7 separate regions of the Mus musculus genome follow, and regions 2, 3, 4, 5, 6 and 7 are each linked to region 1. A link is a contact called in public promoter capture Hi-C data. All regions are on one chromosome and are shown on one strand. The core of a region is the stretch at or near the end of the contact, and the rest is flanking DNA. Distances in the headings are between cores, read along the strand shown. Region 1 holds the start of Smad5 (SMAD family member 5). Region 2 holds the start of Naa35 (N(alpha)-acetyltransferase 35, NatC auxiliary subunit). Region 3 holds the start of Agtpbp1 (ATP/GTP binding protein 1). Region 4 holds the start of Drd1 (dopamine receptor D1). Region 5 holds the start of Sfxn1 (sideroflexin 1). Region 6 holds the start of 4833439L19Rik (RIKEN cDNA 4833439L19 gene). Region 7 holds the start of Cdhr2 (cadherin-related family member 2).

The links. Promoter capture Hi-C pulls out the DNA fragments that hold promoters and counts their contacts. Capture Hi-C pulls out chosen DNA fragments and counts their contacts.
Region 2: a contact with region 1 is called in a promoter capture Hi-C map of liver, with 4 times the contacts expected there. The contact joins the promoter of Naa35 here to the promoter of Smad5 in region 1. A contact is called at or near these places in 1 of 39 promoter capture datasets (liver) and 2 of 9 other capture datasets (adipose tissue and liver).
Region 3: a contact with region 1 is called in a promoter capture Hi-C map of liver, with 4 times the contacts expected there. The contact joins the promoter of Agtpbp1 here to the promoter of Smad5 in region 1. A contact is called at or near these places in 1 of 39 promoter capture datasets (pre-B cells), 1 of 484 Hi-C or Micro-C datasets (CD4 T cells), 1 of 115 datasets of contacts at active chromatin or transcription factors (thymic regulatory T cells) and 2 of 9 other capture datasets (adipose tissue and liver).
Region 4: a contact with region 1 is called in a promoter capture Hi-C map of liver, with 5 times the contacts expected there. The contact joins the promoter of Drd1 here to the promoter of Smad5 in region 1. A contact is called at or near these places in 2 of 39 promoter capture datasets (the C10 cell line and liver) and 1 of 115 datasets of contacts at active chromatin or transcription factors (thymic regulatory T cells).
Region 5: a promoter capture Hi-C map of liver shows a contact between it and region 1, with 6 times the contacts expected there. The contact joins the promoter of Sfxn1 here to the promoter of Smad5 in region 1. A contact is called at or near these places in 3 of 39 promoter capture datasets (the C10 cell line, liver and pre-B cells), 1 of 115 datasets of contacts at active chromatin or transcription factors (thymic regulatory T cells) and 1 of 9 other capture datasets (liver).
Region 6: a contact with region 1 is called in a promoter capture Hi-C map of liver, with 4 times the contacts expected there. The contact joins the promoter of 4833439L19Rik here to the promoter of Smad5 in region 1.
Region 7: a promoter capture Hi-C map of pre-B cells shows a contact between it and region 1, with 2.3 times the contacts expected there. The contact joins the promoter of Cdhr2 here to the promoter of Smad5 in region 1. A contact is called at or near these places in 3 of 39 promoter capture datasets (the C10 cell line, liver and pre-B cells) and 1 of 484 Hi-C or Micro-C datasets (CD4 T cells).

The regions. Positions count from the first base shown.
Region 1 is chr13:56,701,562-56,704,565 of GRCm38.p6, reverse strand. Smad5 (SMAD family member 5) reads right to left here and starts at 1,556. Exons shown (of 7, transcript NM_008541.3): 1 at 1,435-1,556.
Region 2 is chr13:59,583,934-59,586,937 of GRCm38.p6, reverse strand. It overlaps Naa35 (N(alpha)-acetyltransferase 35, NatC auxiliary subunit), which reads right to left and starts at 1,605. Exons shown (of 23, transcript NM_030153.2): 1 at 1,479-1,605; 2 at 657-785. The coding sequence starts at 780. It overlaps A230056J06Rik (RIKEN cDNA A230056J06 gene), which reads left to right and starts at 1,715. Exons shown (of 2, transcript NR_045633.1): 1 at 1,715-1,813.
Region 3 is chr13:59,555,890-59,558,893 of GRCm38.p6, reverse strand. It overlaps Agtpbp1 (ATP/GTP binding protein 1), which reads left to right and starts at 1,592. Exons shown (of 26, transcript NM_001377097.1): 1 at 1,592-1,796.
Region 4 is chr13:54,054,202-54,057,205 of GRCm38.p6, reverse strand. It overlaps Drd1 (dopamine receptor D1), which reads left to right and starts at 1,548. Exons shown (of 2, transcript NM_010076.3): 1 at 1,548-1,645; 2 at 2,593-3,004.
Region 5 is chr13:54,070,229-54,073,232 of GRCm38.p6, reverse strand. It overlaps Sfxn1 (sideroflexin 1), which reads right to left and starts at 1,388. Exons shown (of 11, transcript NM_027324.5): 1 at 1,301-1,388.
Region 6 is chr13:54,563,938-54,566,941 of GRCm38.p6, reverse strand. 4833439L19Rik (RIKEN cDNA 4833439L19 gene) reads left to right here and starts at 1,560. Exons shown (of 9, transcript NM_133797.4): 1 at 1,560-1,760; 2 at 2,321-2,427; 3 at 2,670-2,757. The coding sequence starts at 2,730.
Region 7 is chr13:54,700,083-54,703,086 of GRCm38.p6, reverse strand. It overlaps Cdhr2 (cadherin-related family member 2), which reads right to left and starts at 1,624. Exons shown (of 32, transcript NM_001033364.3): 1 at 1,518-1,624.

The DNA of each region.
Region 1 (3,004 bases), core at 307-2,806:
AACCTCATCTGGATCATAAGCTCTGATAGAGCAGTTGAGTGTGAAACCGTCCTGCTCCATGGAGGAACTGTTTCCATACAACAGGCATTATGGGCTGGCATCTAGCAGAAACCCTCAACTACTACTCTAAGCGTTTCTAAACCTACTGGGTTTTCAACTTTAACGGTAACTCCCATACACTAAGAAAATCCAAGCACTCTTTGTTTAAAAAAGAAACACACAGCCAGAGTTGGTGATGGCTCACCCCTGTAATCCCAGCACTTGGAAGCTGAGGCAGGAGGATTGGCCAGAGTTCAAGGTCTGCCTAGCAAAACCCTGTCAGAAAGAAAAGAAATCACATGTACCCTTTCGCTTAGCCTCTGTCAAAGCAACCAACAAATTCCATTGATCGCCCAGTGTCCGTTGCTAGGTAGGCATACACTTGATAGTGCTAGGCAACAGGCATGATGTGATCAACTCCACCAGACTTCAAAACTTTTTCCACAGAAAGATAAACAAGATATACTTAGCACCACACCCATCTAAACGCAGCAGCAGCCAGAAATACCCACCCCCCACCCCCCTCCAGCTGCTCAGGAAACACTGTCTTTTACGATCAAGATAAAGATCTAGCCTACAGTGTTCGGCCGTTCCTGCCTTCCAGGTTGGCCGGGACTCCTTTCGCCGGGGCCATCACAAACCGGACACACACACACACACACACACACACACACACAGAGACACGCTTCGGATCGCTGGCACACCTCCAAATACCTCGACCATCCCCGCCAGCTCCTTCTGCAACCGAAAAGTCCGGGCCACTGAGCATGCTCTGACCCTAAGACGGCCGCCACCGGGGAAGTTCCCAGAGCTTAGGGTTCCCGGCTCGGCGCAGCCAGAAGCGCAGAGGAGAAAGGGCAGGGGGAGGGGATGGAGTCTGAACTTGGGCACGCATGCCCAAGGGAACCACCGGGACCGGGGCAGAGACAAAAGCTGCTTCGCTTCCTCACACAAAGTTTAGCGCAGCGAGGGAGCCTCTGCGACGTCCGGAGAGTGACGGGCGGGCGAGCGGGCGGGCGGGCGGGCGGGCGGGCGCAGGGGCGGGTCGCCGCCAGCCGGCTGGCCGGAGTGTAATTCCCACCGATAAGCGCGGATCCTTATCTCCCAGACACAAAGCGGCGGGGCGCGCGCTCGGCCTAGGCCGCCTGCGCGGCTCCGCGCGCGGGCCCGGGCGTCGGTGGCGCGCCGAGGTGGCAGCGGCCTCGTCCGCGCCGGCCTCGTCGGCCGCGCGGGGCCTCCTTAGCACCGGGGCCTCCCGCGCTGCGCGGAGCCCCGTCCCGTGCCGTCAGGTCCCGCGTGGGGAGCCTCTAGGCCTCCAGCCTCACGCGGGCCGCTGCCGCCGGCGCTTGTCCCTCCGCCGGGCCCCGAGCGCCCGCCCTGGGGCCCCTCACTCACCTCCCCGCCGCCCAGGCGCGCTCTCCTCACGCCGTCGCCGCGCTGTGCACGCGCCGCAACTTTATTAGCAGCTCGGCCCCGGGACAAGCGCTCGGCGCCCGCTCGCCGGGGACCCGGATGATGAGGGGGAGGGGGGGCGGCGGCGGAGGGCCGCGGCGGCCGGCGCATGCGCGTCGGGAGTGGCCGAGGCCTGGCTTCTGCTGTCCGCAGCGAGCCTGGAAGTGGCACTTGGGTTAGCCAAGCTCACCCGCCTTATAGCGAAACGGTCGTCCTCGCTCTGGAGAGCTGGAGACCTTTCTAGCCAATCTAAAGCGTTAAAAAGTATCTTCAGCTACAACTTCGCCGTTTTCATTGATTTGTAATAGAAACCCTAAGAGACAGAGACCTCTGGCTGAGCATCAGATACCACACAGCTTACTAGATGTAGCCTTAATATTGCTCCCAAAGGGGGAAAATCCTCTGCAGGTGGAGATAGTGCTGAACCCGGAGCTGAGGACGAGTGGCCATTTCTCAGGACACAGTCCCAGCTGTTCACGGGACACCGCCCCACATCTGGAAGCCGGGAGCGCCTTGAGCTCTCAGGCTTCAGCAAGTGGAGGCTTAGAGGTGCTCGAGCTGTCTTACAGGGTAGCTCTGTACTAATCCGGCTGTCTGGCTTCTCTTCCCCTCCAAACGGTCAGCTTGGACAGCAAGGGAAAGCTTTTTAAAATAGTTTCGTGTTTATTTTTAAAGGTCTTTAAAACTGATCCCCCCCCCCCCCACACACACACACCGGTTTTCTTTTTGAGTAAATTGGAACTATTTTTAACCTTTCCCAGTCAATCCCATCCTCCAATATCAATTCTGTAGATCCCTAATTCTGACAGTTTCTCCTCACTTTTATTACCACCTCCTCCGCCTGAACCAGGGTCACCTCACTTGACACACAAATGCGGCGGTTTCCATGTTTCTCCAGACTCCAACGGCTTGTTTCTATTTGGAAGAGATTAAATAAATGCCGTGAGGAGGCGTTTATGGAAGCAGCCATGTCAAAGGGTGATAGGTGAGAATCCGGCCAGAGCTGGGGAACTAGAGAGAGAGCACCAAGGGAAGGCAGCAGCTGTGACTGCAGCCAACCATCCGCAGGAAGAAATGTGGCAGTGTCCGCCCATTATTGGCAGATCTTCTGGCTTTTCGAAGAAAGTTGGAAATGCATCTTTTTCTATACTAAAAGGAAATCACACATTTATCTGATCAGCTGCCTCTTTGTCTCTTTCCTGGGCTCCCTGACCTGCCCTCCCCTTCTCTTTTTTAGACATTGAGAAGACTCACCCTGGTACAAGCCAAACAAAACAAGCCCATGGTCCCAATATAGCCTACAGGCCATCAGTGTGCAATCTCAGGTCTCCATCTTAAACTTCTTTACTACATCATAAACTCTGCGCAGGAGGACTCTGTATGCGCCAACACTGCCTGGCTTACTGATTCCTGGCTGTTAAGTCTTTGCTGTTACCGGCCCTTGGAAGGCATGGCTTCTGGAGCCTGGCATGGATTTACAACTCCCAGACGTACCTATAACCCTACTGAAAGA
Region 2 (3,004 bases), core at 356-2,855, 2.9 Mb before region 1:
GTGTGTACAGGTAGGCACTGCTATCACGGACTGATTATCTAACCTGTTGAAGTTAGGAAACTTTAGGAGAAAACTGTCAAGGAGCCGGAAAGAGCATTTGGTACACAATCATGAGAACCAGAGTTCAAACCCCAGCATAAGCCAGGATTCCTGAAAAGGCCTATAACTCCATCTCCAAGGGATCCAACGCCTTATTCTGCCATCCACATGCACTCAAGTGTGAGCACCCTCACACATATGTACAAATACAGAAAGAAAAATCTCTCTTTAAAAAAATCGCCAACATCCGTATTTAAAGTTTTACCCGATATACATTTGCTTTAGACCAAAAGTAAAAAAGCAAAGAGCAGAGTAATGTATGGTTATCAACACTGAGCCTGACATCATACTCCAGGCTTGTAATCTCAATATCCAAGAGGAGCAGGAAACTCAAGGTCATCTCCACAACAAGAACATTGTCAGCCTGGGCTACAGGACACGTTCTCAAAAACAAAACGACAAATCTGAGTAAAAAAAAAAAAAAAAAAAAAATCACAAGGTTGTCTTTCTTTTTTTTCTTATTCTTTCTTTCTTTCTTTTTTTAAGTCAAAGTTGAGAAAACCTCATGTATCCTGCCCCAGGCTTTGAACCAAAAAGCCCCCAAATTCAAAACTCACCTCGACAAGCATCTTCAAAATCCTGGGTTATGTCCACCCAGCTTGTGCTACTTTTTTCCATTTTTTCCGGGACCCCGAGCTCCCATCCCGAAGCATCGTCGTCTACAGTAGCTTTCATAACCATGATGCCTGCAAAGGGAACATTGGTGTGAGGCTGGGAATATAGCTTTGGCAGGCACAGGAGCTGCAAAACTGCCCCAAGTGTTGGGTGAAAGACTTCCAAAACTCTGCAGGCAGAACGCCTTTGAATTCTGCAAAAACAAACAAACAAAACCCAACCACCTAGCTTTGAGCAACCTGACCTCACATAAACCGGGCTGCTGCTCCCGCACTGATTCGCACTTGCCAGGACTCACAACTTCTTCCAATCCCTCCAGAGATCTTCAAGCATCCCAGCCCAAGACTACAAGTCCGGAGACGCCGGCTGTCAAGCCCGGCCTCCGGGAATCAGAGCCACCCTCAAAGCTCGGCAGCGACCGAGCATCCTTCACCTGGCGGGCTTCGCAAGACCAGGGCCTTGCCTCGCCCTGCAGGCGCCTCCGCAGAGACCCTGGCCCACCGCGGGCCGAGCGCCACTGAGACCGAGATCGAGGCGGAGACCGGTCCACGCGGGGAACCGGCAGCAGGCGGCCCTCGTCGCCCGGGCGACACGGGCACAGCCCGGCCTCCCGGCGCGCGCCCTCGGCTCCGACCCGAGGCGCGGCGAGGAACCGGCCGCCGGTGCCCACTCCCTGAGATCCGCCACGGCGGACTTCGGGGTCGTACCGGCCCCACTTGGGCCACCCCGGATACTTTCCCACGACCACCCGCGTCAAAACGCACCGTCCGCGCCACGGAGATAACGACACCGACAATACCGTCGCCGCCGCCGCCCCCTCCCCTCGCAGCCCCGCCCCGCCGGCCGCGTGCACGCATGCGTACGCCCTGGGCGCGCGCTCCCGGCTCCCGACTTTCGGGACTCCGCGCACCGACCACGCCCCCTCCCTCACCTAGGCCGCCGCATCCGGGTAGGCGCGCATCCTCTCTTCTCGCGGGATTATAGCACATCGCGAGACCGGAAACCATGCACCATTTTCCTCCCCTCCGGCCGAGACCCGGCCGTGGGCGGAACCCAGAGAGAGGCGGAGCCTGGAGTGCTTCCTGGGAAACTCTTTAAGGTGACTCAAGGGTGAAGGGGAGGGGTAGGGCTTCCGGGGAGGGGCCAGCTGCCGGCCGTATTGCTGTTTTGTGGTTGTGCAAACTGACCTTATTTATTATGTCTTGCATTCAGCGCGCAAGCACTTTGTAAAGGAAAGAAAAATAAGACATTTACATCGAGCTTGCTAGCACGTTTCTTCCAAACTCAGATGTTTTAGTTTTATCTTAATAATCCTGACATAAAGTAGATTGGGTGTGGATGTGGGTGGTGTTTGGAAAGGAACCCAGGTCCTTTAATTAATGAAAAAATAAAAATATTTAAAAAGGACACGACTGCTTCTAAGTATGGTGGAGGAGAAGGTTGAGTGTAGGTATGAAGGAGAGCATAGCCAGAGTCAGACATCCAGAAGGGTCCAGAGGGAATGTGACCCTGAGCCGGCTCACGGGAGGAGAGCAGAGAGGAGAGCGGGGAGACCAAGGGGCCAGGGGAAGGGGTAAGAGAAGAACCAGGTAACCAAAATGTCTGCGAAGGCAGCTGGGGGGCAGTGCAGCCCAGCCCCTGTGCTGGAGTAAGGGGGCCGGGTATGCCAGCCATAGCTTCTACCAGGTAGAGACTGGGATTCTAGGAGAACGTTCCGTTCCGCCTATACATGTTAAATAGGTATCTCCGTTAGCATTTGTCCCAGGGTTGAGAGCTAACACTCAGTAAGAGTACACAAGCAATCTGTCATTGGGCTGTATCCTCGGACTTCATGTTGATTGTTTAAATTTTTTAAAAATTGTTTCCCCCATGGAGTGTATTTCCTGAGGACAAGAACTTTGTTTTCGTTTAAATTGCCCTAAAAACGTAAGGCATGTAGTTAGTTCTCCTTAGAAGAGGAGAATGAGTAAAGAAATCGCACAAACTGGTTTAATGACCTTTTGAGACTCCAGAAGAAACCTAGAAAAATGTGAACAGGGTTCATCTGATTTGTTCAATATTGTGTATAAGGGCGTGACAAACACTAATTTGATAAAGATTCATGGAGGGGGCGGCTGTAGAGATGGATCATAGGTTAAGAGTGCTTCCTGTTCTTCCACAGAACTTAAGTTCCATTCCCAGGACCCACTGGAGGTAGCACAGCTACCTGTAAGTGTGGTCCAGAAGTGCACTGGCATACGGGTGCTGTACACTCAAGTAGACACATAAATAGATCTTTTTAAAAAATAAG
Region 3 (3,004 bases), core at 343-2,842, 2.9 Mb before region 1:
GGAGAAGGGAAGTGGAGGCGTACAAGATTGAGCTGAGCCTTCAAAGGAGTGGCTCTGGGAGAGAAGGTGTCTAACAGCATGGCGATGGAGGGAGATCTTGGAGGACCCTTGCTCCTGCACAGTGCTCTGGCTGAGGGTTTGGAGACAGCTGGAGCAGTGTGGTGCTCAGAGAAGTAGCCAGCTAATTCCCGAGTGCTCAAACCCTTGTGCTTCCATGCTTTTAAGTTATGGTCCTTGAGGCTGGGAACTCCCATGGGTCTGATAAGAGCTGGAGCCCAATCCTTCTCCAGGTGAGAAGGTTCTCACACTTGCTAAAGGTGCCATTCATCTGCAAGTTGTGTGTTTGCAATAACTTCAAAGCCAATGACGCTGTGGGTTACCCGGCTGTATGGGCCAATCTTCTGAGCCTTTGTTCTGACCATTAACCATACTTTGCTAAAGAGGAATTCAATTTATATGTATTTCTAGATTGCAAGTTGATTTAGAAACACGTTCTTTGAATAATGTCTCATGAATTTTGAACTACTAAATGTTCTTAGACAATCGTTTTCATTTTGGGGAGTTTGTGGTGGAGAGTGGTTTAAAGGTATTTTAAATACTTGAATCTATCATTATGTGCACATGTGTTATAGGTATGGGGAAAACCAACATTTATAAAATGGCAGTCTTTTGTTCCTCTCAGTAAAGACATCTGCCAAGAGCAAGTAGCATGAAGCACTGTTTCACACCTTGAATACGTTTTTTGAATTACCTCCACAAACCTGCTTGAACGAAACATAAGAACAAAATAAAAACCCCACAGGGCTCAGTTTAGTCCCCTATCATGCTGTGATAATTTTACATCCCTTACCAACCACCATAAACAGGGAGCATGGTCGATGCTCCTTAAAAAGGCAAATGATGTCTTTATTAACAATGTATCTCAGAGTATTTAAACACAGTCAAAACACAAGCATGCTCCCTACTTCTCCCCCACTGTTTTTTGCCTTTAGCTTCTGCACCAAGGTTTTCCATAACATCGTTTTGAAATGAATGGGCATGACATTTTGTTCGCAGTACCATCAGATAATCTCATTTACCTGGATAAATGGGCCATGCGCCACAGCCTTCACAGCCTGTTCTGGGTCAACTTGGGGTCAGGAAGGACTAGCCTCACTGTTTCCCAAGGTTTGATGGGATTTGGGAGCTACGCCCCCGGTTGGGAAGGAAAAAAGAAGGCGATTTGATGAACGTGTCGATCTGCTAGCGGGCTAACACGTTTACACTGGCCCACGACCCACAGGAACCCAAAGGTAAGGGCGCGCACCGCCGGTTGCCCACGCCAGAGTGGAGTCCTTTCCCTACTCCGCCCCACCCTGCCCCGCCCGCCCCGCCCCGCCCCTCCTCGCCCCGCCCCGCCTCTTGGTACCCACCCGACCTTGCGCACGCGCAGCTTGTCTTCCCTCCAGGCGTGCCGCCCCCGCCGGCGGGCACGCGCCCCGCGGGCCCCCCCCCCCCCCGACGTCCCGCCCTTCCCTGGAAGCGCCCTTCCCCCACGCGCACGCGCCCTACCGGGCGCACGCGAGCCGGCCCTCGGAGCCGTGAGTTGGGCGGGGCGCCGCGCTGACGTTGCCCGGGATGCGGGCATGTTCCGCGGCCGTCTTCGCCGCCTCCGCCTCTCCTGCCACCCGGGTTTGTATGAAAACGGCGGGCCGCGGGCGGCGGACGGCGGGAGAAGGGCGGCGGGCGGCGAGGAACCGCCGTGCGCCCCGGGAGTCCCGGGCGCGGAGGCCGAGCGCAGCGCCCAAGCCGAGCCGGTGAGCGTCCCCGCCGCCCGCGCGTCCCGCTCGCCGGCTCCCGGCGGCTCCTCGGTTCACTTGGCGGAGGCGAAGCGCGCTGCCAGGCGGCGAGGCGGGCAGTCGAGCGAGCCGGGGCGGTCGTCGCCCCGTGCACTCTCCTCCGCGCTCCGCTGCCCGCCACTCCCTGGCCTCCGCCCTGCCGCGCCCCGGGACCCTTTGATTGGCTGCTCCCTGACAGTTTAGCGCCGTGGACGGCAGTTTCAACACCTCCCCGGGTGGTCGGGGTGGACGTTGACTGTGTATGCTGGTCCGTGGATGATGCAGGTCTCGCACGGCGTGTGAGGTAACGACGGCGATCCCGCTGGCATGGCAGGCTGTCTGTGGCAAGCCCTCTCCAGGTGTTCGGAATGGTAACGGTGCCCATCAGGTACCCGGCAGTTCGCAGTCCACAGAGTCGAGTGGCTCTCCCGAGCGCTCGCTCTTCCTTGGCCAGCTTCTGACTTATTCTCACAGTTCTCCTTGCTTCCCTGAGAGAGGAAGTTATTTTTGTAATTGTGTTTTGGAAATGTTTCTGGTTTCGTTGGCTGCAGAAGAAATGATTTATTTAAGGCACTTTGAACGGTACGGATTTTAAAACAGGCCAGATGTCAAAACCAAAGTCCTGGAGATCTGTAATCAGATCCCTCTAATGGGCCGCACTTTGGCGATGCCTTAGTCCACCCGAGTTTCTCCTGGTTTGCTTGGTTTCTCGTTCTCCCGAGTCACATTCTACAATGGAGTTACACTGTCATTTTGAATGACCATAGAGTTTTGCCTTGAATTGATGGATCAGTGTTTAAAATTGTAATCTCTGTTGGACTCTGAAACAGACCCCTTATGTGTTTGACCAACATGACATAAATGTCAAATATATTAACGTAATTTAACCTTCTGTGGTATTTTTAGTTTCTTAAGATTTATACGCATATGCATATGTATATATACATATGTGTGTGTGCCTGTGTGTGCATGTGTGTGTGCACCATGTGTGTACCTGAGGAGGTCAGAAGAATGTGTCAGATTCACTGGAATTGGAGTTACATATGGTTGTGAGCCACCATGTGGATGCTTGGAATCAGACCCACCCAGGTTCTCCGAAAGAACGGCCCTTAATCATTGAGCCATCTCTCCAGCCCAGTGGTAGCAATTTTTAAATAAAGGTTTTCCAATTGATTTGGCTCAAGGGT
Region 4 (3,004 bases), core at 299-2,798, 2.6 Mb after region 1:
GGAAACATCCTCTAATTTGTGTTCGCTGGTCAAAAATGAAGAAGTATGGTGAAACAAAGTTCCAATTGCGTAGAGAGCGACTGCTTCAGGGATGAGAATCCCCTGAGGGTTTTACCCTGTGCTGACTCACGGCTCTAAAGCAGAGTTTCTCAATGTGTGAATTTTGACCCCTTATGTGTATGTGTGTGTGTGTGGGGGGGGGGGGGGTCACATAACAGACAGCCTGCATATCACATATTTATAGTATGATTTATAACACTAGCAAAATTACAGTTATAGAGTGCAACAAAATAATTTTTTGGTTGGGGGTTGCCACATATTGCAGCATTAGGAAAGTTGAGAGCCACCATTCTAAAGGCATGTGGTTCTTGGGGTATATGTCTGATCACCAGTCTGTGGAACTTGGTGTGTGGCAGCAAGACTGCCAGTGGGAGGACAAACCGGGAGCACAGGTGGAGGAGGACTGGTGTCAATCATTTGACTACATCCAAAACCAAGATATGATTTCTGCTGGCTAATTAGGAGAGCTATTTAGGTTGTATAGAGAAAATTCGGGCATTCAGTGTGGTGTGTGGTTCTCATGGAGACAAGACTACTACCTTTTTTTTTTTTTTTTTTTTTTTTTTTTTTAACTGGTCTCTGAAGAATTTCTGGCCACCAAGGACTGACTGAGTCCATATCTGGTCCCAACTCTTAAATAAGTATTTCATTTAATTTTTACATCAGTAAGCACAGGAGTCCAGGCAAAGTGATTTCCAAGTTCCATACTTAATCTCTTTTCACACAGATGGGAAGGCACTCTGGGGCTGCGTCTATGCACTAAACGTCTCTGAGGCCACACATTCCTGTCTCTGCTTTATCCCTGTGCTAATTGTTTAGATAGTGGGCTCCATCCTAGACACGGCTGTGCAAGCGACAGTCAGGCAGACAGGCCACCATCTTCATTAGCTACTGTGTTAACGTGGAGTAGAGCCCACAGTCTTTCTGAGCATCACTGTCCACACAGATGAAATGAAGCTGTGCAAGCCAATAAGGAAGGAGTTTTGCAAGATGTCGAACATCATGAGGTGTGTGTGTGTGTGTGTGTGTGTGTGTGTGTTTAGGGGACACAGAGGCTGCTGAGTTTATGCCAGGTCTCTGATCACTTGCACAATAAGTTGACATGTTGTTCTCACTGCTGCTCCAGCCTTGGCACACAGGGGACACAAAAGGAAAATCATGGCTTAGAGAATAAAATGCTAGCCAAAGGGACTTCTTATTCTTGTGAGTTTTTAGGGGCATTTCAAACGAGGGAGGCTAGAGCGCGGAAGACCTGCCTCTCACCGTCCAGATTCTGGCAGAAGGGGACAGGGAAAAGCATGGTCGAGGCCCTGCATCTTGGTTACACACACTGGCTGAGGCCCCTGTGATCTGAACCTGCTAGGGCGCAGGCGGGGTGTAGGAAACCAGAGGCCCCGGCAGAGGGCGCCGGGTACCTGCTGAGAGTGCGGCACCGTGTTTGGGGTGCTTGTGGGGCGCGGGTCACGGGCTGCACTCGTGAGTTGACCGCAGAAGCGCCTTGGCGGGCGGAGCGCGGAGAGCAGAGCGAGCGGCACAGGAGAGGGCGCAGGGTTGGCGGAGTCGGGGAGCGTGGTCTCCCAGATCGGTGAGCACTCTCGTCCTGGGGCTTCCCGTACCCCTGCTGCGGGGCACTCAGTGACAACTCAGCGACGTGGGCAGTGTCCAGGACTAGCAGGGCGTGGGTGTGGGTAGGGTCAGCTCTGACCCCGAGCTTTGGGTGGAACTTGGAGTTGACCCGGAGAGGCGCTGAACGAGAGTTTGGTTTACTTGATTTGAGCATCAGGATTTGTTCCTCAGGTTCTGTCTTGTGCCAGGGTCCCCCGGGGAGGGGTGGGGGGATCAGGTAGCCAGAGAGGGCACAGCGATTAGGTAGGCGTCCCACACCCCTGCTCCAGCTGTGCCTTCAGTGAACCACGTGTGGCTGTCGCCCGCCACTCTGCCTGTCAAGCTCAGCCCACCACCGGGGCCGGGAGGGGACGCGGAGGCGGGGTGGGCTGTGCCCCGCTGGAACCCAGCCGGCCGGTGCCCTCGCTCGCTCGAGCTGTTGTGCTTGCCTGGAGCTCCTGCCACTGCTGACAGGGAGCGAGCGGGTGGCTCCCCAAGGAGGCTCAGGGTCCTGCCCTAAGAACGAGGAGCCAAAGGGGTGCCCAGAGCTGGGCTTCCTCAGACAGGACAGAAGCTGTTCCAGTCCTGGAGGTTCCTCTCCCAAGGAAGCTCCGAGAACCCTCCTGGGGGCGGGGGCAGCAATCTGTAGGTGGGCAAGGTAGCAGGAGGGGCGCCGCTTCCCTGGCACCTGGCCTGGGATTCCTTTCCCAAATCCATCCCAGAGATTTTTCTGCATGAGGAGGGGGAACACTTGCTCTGCTGGAGGGACTCGTTGAGTCCAGGGGTTTTGGGAGAAGTGACTCTAAAGCAAGGTAGGTGGTCTTGATGGACTTGTCCAGGGGGTGATGGGCTGAGATTTTGTGTAGCCAAATAGGAGGTCTGCACAGAGTATTGGTGAACGACTTTGTGTTTCCCTTTGCTTTTTAGGGCATTTGGAGAGATGTGGCACCAGGGGCTTGAAGGAGAAATGCATGTATTTTAGGCTGTGTCTCAGAAGAAGAGGCAGCATCCCCGAAAAGTGACTGAGATTGACCAGGAAGAGGCCCCAGACTCTTAGAGTATGCTTAAAAGCCTATGCATTCCTTGGGGAATCTAGGGACCAGCGGATGCCAGGGAACAGCGACCTGGAGCACTGAACCCAGAAGACAGGTGGAAAGCAAGCGGCTCTTCTTCCTGGTATGGCTTGGATTGCTATGGAGATGCTCCTGATGGAACACCATTGTGCTTTTGTCCAGACAGCAACTGGGGCTGGAGAAGGGGCTGGGTGGTGAGTGATTGGGGGAAGTCTGGCTAAGCCTGGCCAAGAACGTGAGGGCTAAGCCACCGGAAGTGCTTTCCT
Region 5 (3,004 bases), core at 139-2,638, 2.6 Mb after region 1:
AGAGCTGGGTGGGAATTAACAAACTCTTCCCAAACACTGTTATTGCTGTGAATGTGACAACCTCAGTCCTGGGAGGGGGGTGGGGTGGGGGGTGGGGAGGGGTGGCCTGAGGTTCTGGGACTTCCTGCTGAACTTCCATTTGTCCTCTAAACAGCTCTCCTTCACACAGCAAGCCTGAGTCCAGCATTCTAAGACCCACAAAGTCCTCTTCTTTACCTCAGTGCTCGCCTCTCTACTCCTGCCTCTGCCTGGAACAAGGACGGAGAGAAAAATCTAGGCAGTGGTTTTCAACCTTCCTAATGCTGTAGCCTTTAATACATGGTTTAGTGATTCCTCCAACTATGAAATTATTTCGTTGCCATTCCATAAACATAATTTTGCTACTGTTATGAATCGTCATGTAAACTTCTGATATGCAACCACAGTTGAGAGCTGCTGACTAGAGGCACCCAAAGTAGGTGCAGCAGATGAGGGATCAGGAGTGTGAGAAAACTATAAAGGGAGAGTCCCGGGTAAAGGCCCAAATTCTGAAATCCAGCAGAACTACGCTTTTCCACGAGGTCTCTCAATCGTCACATCGTCACTGAGGGACAAAGTGGAAACAATATATATACTCGGATTGCCTGGCTCTTCTCCCTGGCCAGCTGTGACACTTTAGGCAAGTTATTCAAGTTTTAATGCCTCAGTTTTCAAATCTGGATTATGGATTTGGCAGCATTGGATGAATACAAAAGTCAGAGATCTAACTCCGGAGGCACAGACCTTAGTGTGGTCATTGTCATTCTGGAGGCGGTTGAACCTGAGATGATCAGCAGGAACACGATGTGGGAGCTGAGGGTGAGGGTCCCACGGTTCTACCTGGGACACTTCGGTCCCTTGAAGAGATTAAGAGCTGGAGGTCGGCCACCAAGTGATCTCCACGCGGACCTCCGGGTCCCAGCTACTAAGAGCCACCTGGTCACCTGGCAATTGCGCGCGCCCATCCTCGTGGAGACAGTCCCCTGGCAGCCATCTTGGCCGCCTGCACCCAGCATGTTTCGTCACGCGGTGGCTAGGGACGCGTGGCACGGTGCGTGATGCTCCCCTTTCACATCTGTTCCACAAGATCAGTTCCACGCTGAGGCCTCCCTAGCCCCAGTCTAGAGCTGCGGACTCACGAGGTCCCGGGCGTACGTAACCCGCCTCAGGCATACCCCAGCGCGCACAGTGGACCCTACTGGGTCCCCTGCAGCCCCCGAGATTGCGCCATCCCGCGCGCCTCCGGCTCCCCGCGCGCGCTCCGCAGCCCCCCGCCACTCACCGCCTACCCGGCCGCCACCCGCGCCGCTCGGTCCCGTTCGGCGCCGCCTCCAGCTGCCGGAAGCGCCGCGGCCCCGCGCGCCGCCCCCAGGAGCGCGGCCACGACGCGCGCTCACGACGCGCGGCCCCGCCCAGAGGTTCCTGCCTCTGCCTCGGTGTCATTCATGGCTTTGGCTGCTGAGCTCCGCAGTCTGCGCACGCCCCATGTGCCCGCGCTTCTGCTTCTGGCCACACTGAGAACTCCTAAGTTCATCTTAGCCGCAGCCCGGGTCAATGCCACTGTTTTTCAATTTGGTTTTTTTTAGAAGACCACCCATCATCATTGTTCCTCCATTCATTTGGGCTAATGCTTCTTTTTTTTTTTTTTTTTTTTTTTCCATTTTTTATTAGGTATTTTTTTTTTTTTTTTTTTTTAAAGATTTATTTATTTACTATATGTAAGTACACTGTAGCTGTCCTCAGATACTCCAGAAGAAGGCATCAGATTTCGTTACAGATGGTTGTGAGCCACCATGTGGTTGCTGGGATTTGAACTCGGGACCTTCGAAAGAGCAGTCGGCGCTCTTAACCACTGAGCCATCTCGCCAGCCCCTAATGCTTCTTAAAATGGGGGAGCTTGGCACAGCCAGCCCTCTAAGAAAAACTAGACAATACAAGTGCCACCTTCAAAAGAGTCACTGGCTGCTGGACAGAGATGGGACCATAGGGGAGGTGCAGACCAGAGGTCATGAGCTTAGTCAGGTTGGACCTGGTTAGACCAGGTTGGACGATGAGGAGAGAAGCATAGAATCTCGGACGCATTCTGAAGGCCAGCACAATACAACAAATAACGAATTGCATTCTCTGCACAGGTAGATAAATCCCCTCCCCCTTTTTTTAAAGACAGAAATTCTACCCCAAATAACCTCTACAAGCAATGAGATTCCGAACTGAATTTGGATTCTGTGTGTGTGCGCTCACACACACGCGCGCCCATTGAGTGTGTCTGTCTGTATCCCAATAAGGTGACTGTAAAACGTATATGAGAAAACAAAGAGCCCAAAACAGCTAAAACACTTTGAAGGAGTAGATTGTCCTACAGTTACAAACACAGAAGAATGGTAAAAAAGAAAGGATGTGTTTGTACCAGAATCAATGAGGAGCTCCATCCAGCCAATCAGACATCCAGGACAGGCTGAAAAAAAAGGTCACCAGAGGGGAACATGGGGGGTGGGAGTGGGGATCAGGCTTCTACCTTTAGGGGCTTCTACTGTGGGAGACTGGCCCAGAAGGCCCTACTAACATTGTAAAGAAAAGCAGTGCTCCTTCTGAGTGTGGATGATGTGACCAAGGCCACACTGATCAAATTAAATACCCATAGGTCTAAAAGAGCTGTTGCCTTGGAGCCTTCTGATCCACTGCTTCAAGCTCCAGCTGCCTTGACTTCCACTGGGTGATGGACTGTGCTTTCCAACTGTGACCTAAGATAAACTCCTCCTTCCCTTGGGTGGCTTTTGTTGGGATGTTTTATCACAGCAACAGAAAAAGAAACCAAGACAGTCCCCACATTAAAAACTGGTCTAAGCCAAGAAGATAGTTTGTCTGTTACTGCTTTGTCCCATTGCACCGTGCTCGTTAAACATGTCCCTTTATACCTAGTACTGTCTTGCGTGAATTCTTTTACTGCCCAACCTCCCCACCATACCTGTGGCTCCTGAATATACTG
Region 6 (3,004 bases), core at 311-2,810, 2.1 Mb after region 1:
TGTCTTCAGACACAACAGAAGAGGGCATCAGATCCCATTACAGATGGTTGTGAGCCACCATGTGGTTGCTGGGAATTGAACTCAGGACCTCTAGGAACAGTAGTCAGTCCTTTTAACCACTGAGCCATCTCTCCAGCCCTGTGTTTGTTTTGCTTGCATAGATGTGTGCCTGTCTGTCATTCACATGCTGAGGCTGTAAAAGGGCATTGGACCCCTTGGATGAAGAGTGATAAGCAGCTGTGAGCTGTCCTATGGGTGCTGGAAATTGAATCTGGGTCCTTTGGAACGGCAGCCAGTGTTCTCCATTGAGGAGCCTTCACTTCCGTCCCCATGTTTAACCTTTTATGTGAGAATTGATCTGCACCCTTTCCTCCCAGGAGCAGTAAAGTAAAAACACTGGGAATACTTTTTCAAGTGTCACACTGCAAATCAAGTGTGTTATTCACAAATGAAGTATACAGCTTACAGAAGACATGAATTCCTGGCCCAGTCTTGGTCCTAACAGAATGCAAGCAAAGTCAAATGTATTCCCATCTTTTAACACCCTCCGATTCTTCCTGAGCGGACAGTGAACCTTGGACTTGGAGCAGAGTTGAGTGTGGGTGTTTTCAGCTTTCTCTCATGGAGCAGAGCAGGGAAGTGTTTTTGAGACCTCTGAGTGGCTACCTCTCCAGGTCCACTTTTCTCATAGTTATTATCCATTTCCGGGGAGGCGGATGCTCCTGTATTTAGTCCTGTACTAGTGTGGAGCCCGCCTGACTCCACTGCTAATTAAAGGGAGAAAGATTAACTATCAGATCCTCTCTGTGTGTGGGAGGTATGGTAGTGGTTCTTAACCTGTGGGTCACGACCCACGAAGGCGCCTACCTGGCTTCATGGTTCATTGAACTGTGCCCTTCCCCCCAGCCTTGAGCAGGCAGAATCAGACTTTGTTTCTGCCACAGTTGGCTAGCCCACCTAGGGTGGAGTCTTCCAATCTAGGTAAAGTCTATTGTGTGCCACATCTGCAGCTTCCTGCAAGAAGCCACCACCTGCTAACAGGCTGCCTGAGCTTGCTTTCCTGATAAAGCAATGAGAGTCTGGCAAAGTGGGGGATGGGTCTCCCCCCTTTAAATTCAAGTATGTGGGAATGGGAGACCGACTGCGGTGTCCTTGGGAGCCAGAAGAGGGCAGCAGACCCTGGGAGCTGTACTACAAGAGGTTGTGAGATACCAAACCTGGGTGCTGGGAACAAACCCAGGTCATCTGCAAGTGCAGTAATTACTGTTTTAACTGAACCATCTCCAGCCATCAATCTTCATTCTTTCCCCCCTTCTCATCCTCAGCCCCCACCACACTCCTTGATTCAGGCAATGCTCCTGCCTCAGCCTCCAAGTGCCACAATTCTGTAATCAAGTAAAAAGCGCAGAGGAAGTGCTGGAAACAGGTGACCTCCTTTCTGGGAACCCCGTGGAATTCCCTTTTAGAGTTCAACCTACAGGGAGGTGTTCCGGTGGTGGTGGGTACGGAGGCACGCTCAGATCTCGGACTACAACTCCCAGCATGCCCCGCGGATCTTCGAGTCAGGTCTCGCGCGACCTGCGACAGTCTCGGGGTGGTTTGGGGGTTCGGTTGCCGGCCGGCGACTGTCCTCCGTAGGGGAGCGTTCGTCGCGCTCTCACGATGGCTCTGCTCTGTTCAGCCCAGCAGCCTCTTGGGCCATCTGGAGCCTCGGAGCCTCTTTAGTGCGGGAAGTCGGGCCGCAGGCGGCGGGCGAGCAGGTAACCGACCGCGGCCTGGCGGAGCTGGGGGCAGCCTGAGTTCCGGGGCGCCGCGGCCTGGGGGGCCTGGAGGGGGGCTCTGTTCCACCCTAGCGGGGCTCGAGGGACACCAGAAAGACCCGCACAGTGAGCCTCGGAGCATCTGCTCGCTGCGAACCAGCCGGCTTCGCCTTGAGGGGTGGGACCGTGGGAAGGTCGGGATTGGCTTTACACATCTCAGAGGCTTTGTTTTGCACCTCCTGCGAGAGAGTCGTGGGCTTGGGGTCGCTAAGGGAGAGGGAAAGGGCGTGTGTCTGGCTTGCGGATGTCCCTAGGACCGCAGTGAACTTGAACAAAAATCTGGACCAATAATGCCTGCTGTGCAGCGCCGCGGGTTTGTTTTCAAGACAAGGGTTGTGTGAGAATGCGATGACTTTTAGTGATGCCGAGTTGGTCTTCTATGCTGGCATAGCTCATTTCTGCCAAGGGGAAAGGCTGCTATGTAATCCGGCTGGGGAGTGGTCGGATGTTCGGTGGACTTAGGGGCGCTGTACCAACCTTGCTTGTTTATTGTTACTTAGAGCCTCTGGATGGACCCTTCCTCAGAAGCTTCGCTAATTTGCAGAAGCTGGGCAATGCTCCTCATTAACATCTGTCTGTCTGCATAGTCCGGCGTCATTTCACTGTGGTAAGGTGTCTGTCTAAACTGAGGTTTGGCTTTCTCCTCTCGGGTGTTCAGAGGAGCCAGCCATAGGATACTGGCAAACTAGTGGACTTTATCCTTCCGGGGGTGTGTTTGTCACTCATTGGTTCTAGCGTGTGTATGTGTCAACCTTACTTACCAGCCATAAGTCTCTGCGTGTCTGTCAGAGCACTGGAATGACCCTCTGCTGTGCAACATAAGAAAATGCCCTATGTTATTTTTATTAGGTGGAAGGGACTCAGCTCCGAATTACGTATAGAAAAAAACACCTGGATCCCTGTCTTTCAATGGCTTCAAGACAACCAGAAGTGCCTGGTAAACTTAAGTTCTTATTGGTTAAGTCTGTACCCCCACCCACATCCCCCAGAGAGCTTATTTTCTCAGAATCCTTAGTACTGATCTTCTTTAGTATTAGGTCATCACCTTCTCAGCCGTGGTATACACCCTGACCTTGGCTTACAGCCTCTTGCCATAAGTGTCTTTTGTGAAGAGTAAACACTTTTTGTTTGTTTTTCCAGAGACAGGGTTTCTCCGTGTGGTTCTGGCTGTCCTGAAACTCTGT
Region 7 (3,004 bases), core at 375-2,874, 2.0 Mb after region 1:
ATGTTCAATTACTTTGTGTCAGTTAAAAACAAAACTGCACAGCTATTCACCTATAAAGTGTCTGAGGAAAAGTCAGGAGCATAGGGGCTCCAGATCACTCTACGGACCCCCAGACCCAGGTCATGCTCTGCCAGGCCTGACACAGCAGGGGTTTCCTCTCTCTTGTCTCAGCGGACACATTGGCCGCAGTTCGACAAGACTCCAGGAAACCAAAGACTCTACAATTCAGTCGACTGGATGTGAAGACCCCAGGACATCTTGGAAGGCTACAGAGGAAGGGAGCCCTCCCCTGCTAAAGGCTCAGCCACGGGCGGGCTCGCTAACCCCACAGCCACCCCACCCTGCCTCAGCCTCCACAGCTCCCTGAGCCCTTCCTTTCGCTTCTGCTTCCTTCCCACAGCTGCCTCACAGGAAGGAAGCAGCTACCTCACAGTTACTCTCCATTGCCCTAAGAAAACAGAGATCAGATCAGAGGGACAGTCAACAACAAAGATAGAAGGTCAATCACCAGCTGCAGGCAAGGCTAGACCCAGGTACCATTCTGCTGAGCCTAACAAAGGTCTCTCCTAATTCCACCAGCCCAGCCAAGTGATCCAGCTCCCCAAGATACGGACCCAGGGACCTTTAAGTTTCCAGGGATACCGGGCTTCCTGTAGCCAGAGATGGTGCCCGCCCTCCTGGCTGCTTCCTCTGAGAGACGGGTATGGATCAGGCCCCAAGTTAGGATTTTAGCATTTCACATACTGTCTGTCCAGCACTGGGCGAGCCTCCCTTGTCCTCAGCTTTGGTTTTCCTCTGAGGAATGAGGTGAGAGCAGGCTATGGCCTAGGCTGGTCAGGGGAATGTCATTATTCTCTGATATGCTACCTGGGACCAGTCAGCATGTAAGTCCTGTTTGAAGACACAAGCTGGCCTGGCTGAGTCTTTACCCTGTGACCAGGACAAGGACTAAGTTAGGGTTGGGACCAGCATCGTTAGTCCTCCCTGAGGTGACCTAGCGTTTGATCTCTGAGTCTGAGAGGGACAGCCTCCGTACCCTGCCATATCTGATTCACGAGCCCTCCAGGGGCTACTAGTACTGTGCCCACTCCACAGACGCAAAGACTGAGGCCCAAAAGCAGTCAGCAGCTCACTCAAAGTCTGCATGGAGCTGAATGAAGATCTGAGCCTGGCGGAGTGGAGCCAGCCTTTCCTCCTCAGGCTCCGGGACAGATTCAGCCATCTTCCTCATCTTCTCCTTTTAGGTAACAGATGAGGTAGCCAATTCACTTCTCAGGGACTTAGGAAGGCAAACAGGAGGTTGCCACTGCCTAGAGAGGAGATCTTACCCTACATTCTAGAAGAAACAGGCTTCACGGGTAGCTTCATCAATTCCCGCCCTCCCCATGACAAGTAGCTAACGCCACAGCTAGCTCTTCCCCTTGGTGTTCCCTCCATACTCCAGATGCCAGGAAACTGAGTCTGAAAGAACTCAAAGTTTGCCTCAATCCCAAGGACAGCCCCCCACCCAGGCTTACCCTCGGGCTAAGAGCCCCCCCAGAAGCAGCTGATCTGGACAGCCCCTGGAAGGGGCCCAGAGGCAGTGATGTACACCAGTCACAGGTGGGCGCCGTCTGGGGCCGGCAGAACACAGCGCAGACTTTGGCACCATCTCCACCTCTTCTGAGCAATCATTAACCATGCAGAGACCACACCTCCTCAGAAGGCACTGGCTGTGACCAGAGCAGGCAAAACCCTGGAGGAATAGGCAGGCCCAGTGACAGAGAAGGGGCAAATGCCCAGCCCAGGGTCTCACTGCAAGCAAGAGGTGGTGACAGTCAGAGGTCATGTCAGGACCTTCTGTCCTCTCCTGGCTCATCTTCAGTGGGGACCTGTAGAGAAAGCGGTGTGGGGAGATCTCTTGGGATGAAGAGACTTGACAGCTATCAAGCCCTTGAGCCCTCAGGCCAAGCCCCGAGGCCGGCATGAAGGGGTACCCACCCTGCAGTTCCAACAAGGCCTTTTCAGCCCTGTATTTGTCCCCTCTAAGCAGGACATCAAAGGGCAGGGCCAACACTGGGCATAGTGGCATATGTCCTTAATCCCAGCACTCAGAAGACAGAGGCAGGTGGATCCCTGTGAGTACCAGGCCTAGCTGGTCTCTATAACCAGTTTTAAACCAGACATAATAAGATGTTATCTCAAAGAAACAAAAACAAGCCAGGCAGTGGTGCCTTTGATCCCAGGACTTGGGAAGTAGAGGCAGGGAGATATCTGAGTTGAGGCCAACCTGGTCTACAGAGCTAGTCCCAGGGCAGCCAGGGCTAGACAGAGAAACCCCGTCTCAAAAAACAAATGAAAACAAAACAAACAAACAAACAAACAAACAAACAAACAAAATCAAAGGGCAGGATCACACACTGCCCCAGGGGCTCCACACACTCCCAGTGGTGGCCTCCCTCGGGGGAACAGGTCCCCAAGTTCATTTCATCTTACCTCATAGTAGGAAGGAGGCCCATGCTGCAGCTCACCAGCCGTGCGCCCCTTCCTGGCTGAGTGGCTGCTGTTCGCTCTGGAGACCGAGGCATCCCTGTGCAATCCTGGTGTGCTGCTGCGGGTTCTCAGGAAGCACCAATCTACCCAAAGAGCTCATGGTTCTGCAAGGTCCCATTGAAGGCTGGCCTCACGTCTCTGAGGAAGGAGGAGAATCTGTATTTGCTGAGCACCTAGTGTGGGCATGTATTTTTCACAACCTACTTCCATAAGGGTTCAACCTCCCCTCTAGCCCACCACCCACCAGAGGTAGTAGGAAAGTTTATTAGAATATGGGGAAGTGAGTGGGCATGTTAGCACATGCCTTTAATCCCAGCACTCGGGAGGCAGAGGCAGGTGGATTTCTGAGTTCAAGGCCAGCCTGCCTGGTCTACAGAGTGAGTTCCAGGACAGCCAGGGCTACACAGAGAAACCCTGTCTCAAAAAACAAAAAACAAACAAAAAAAAGGATATGGGGAAGTGGACCTTTTTT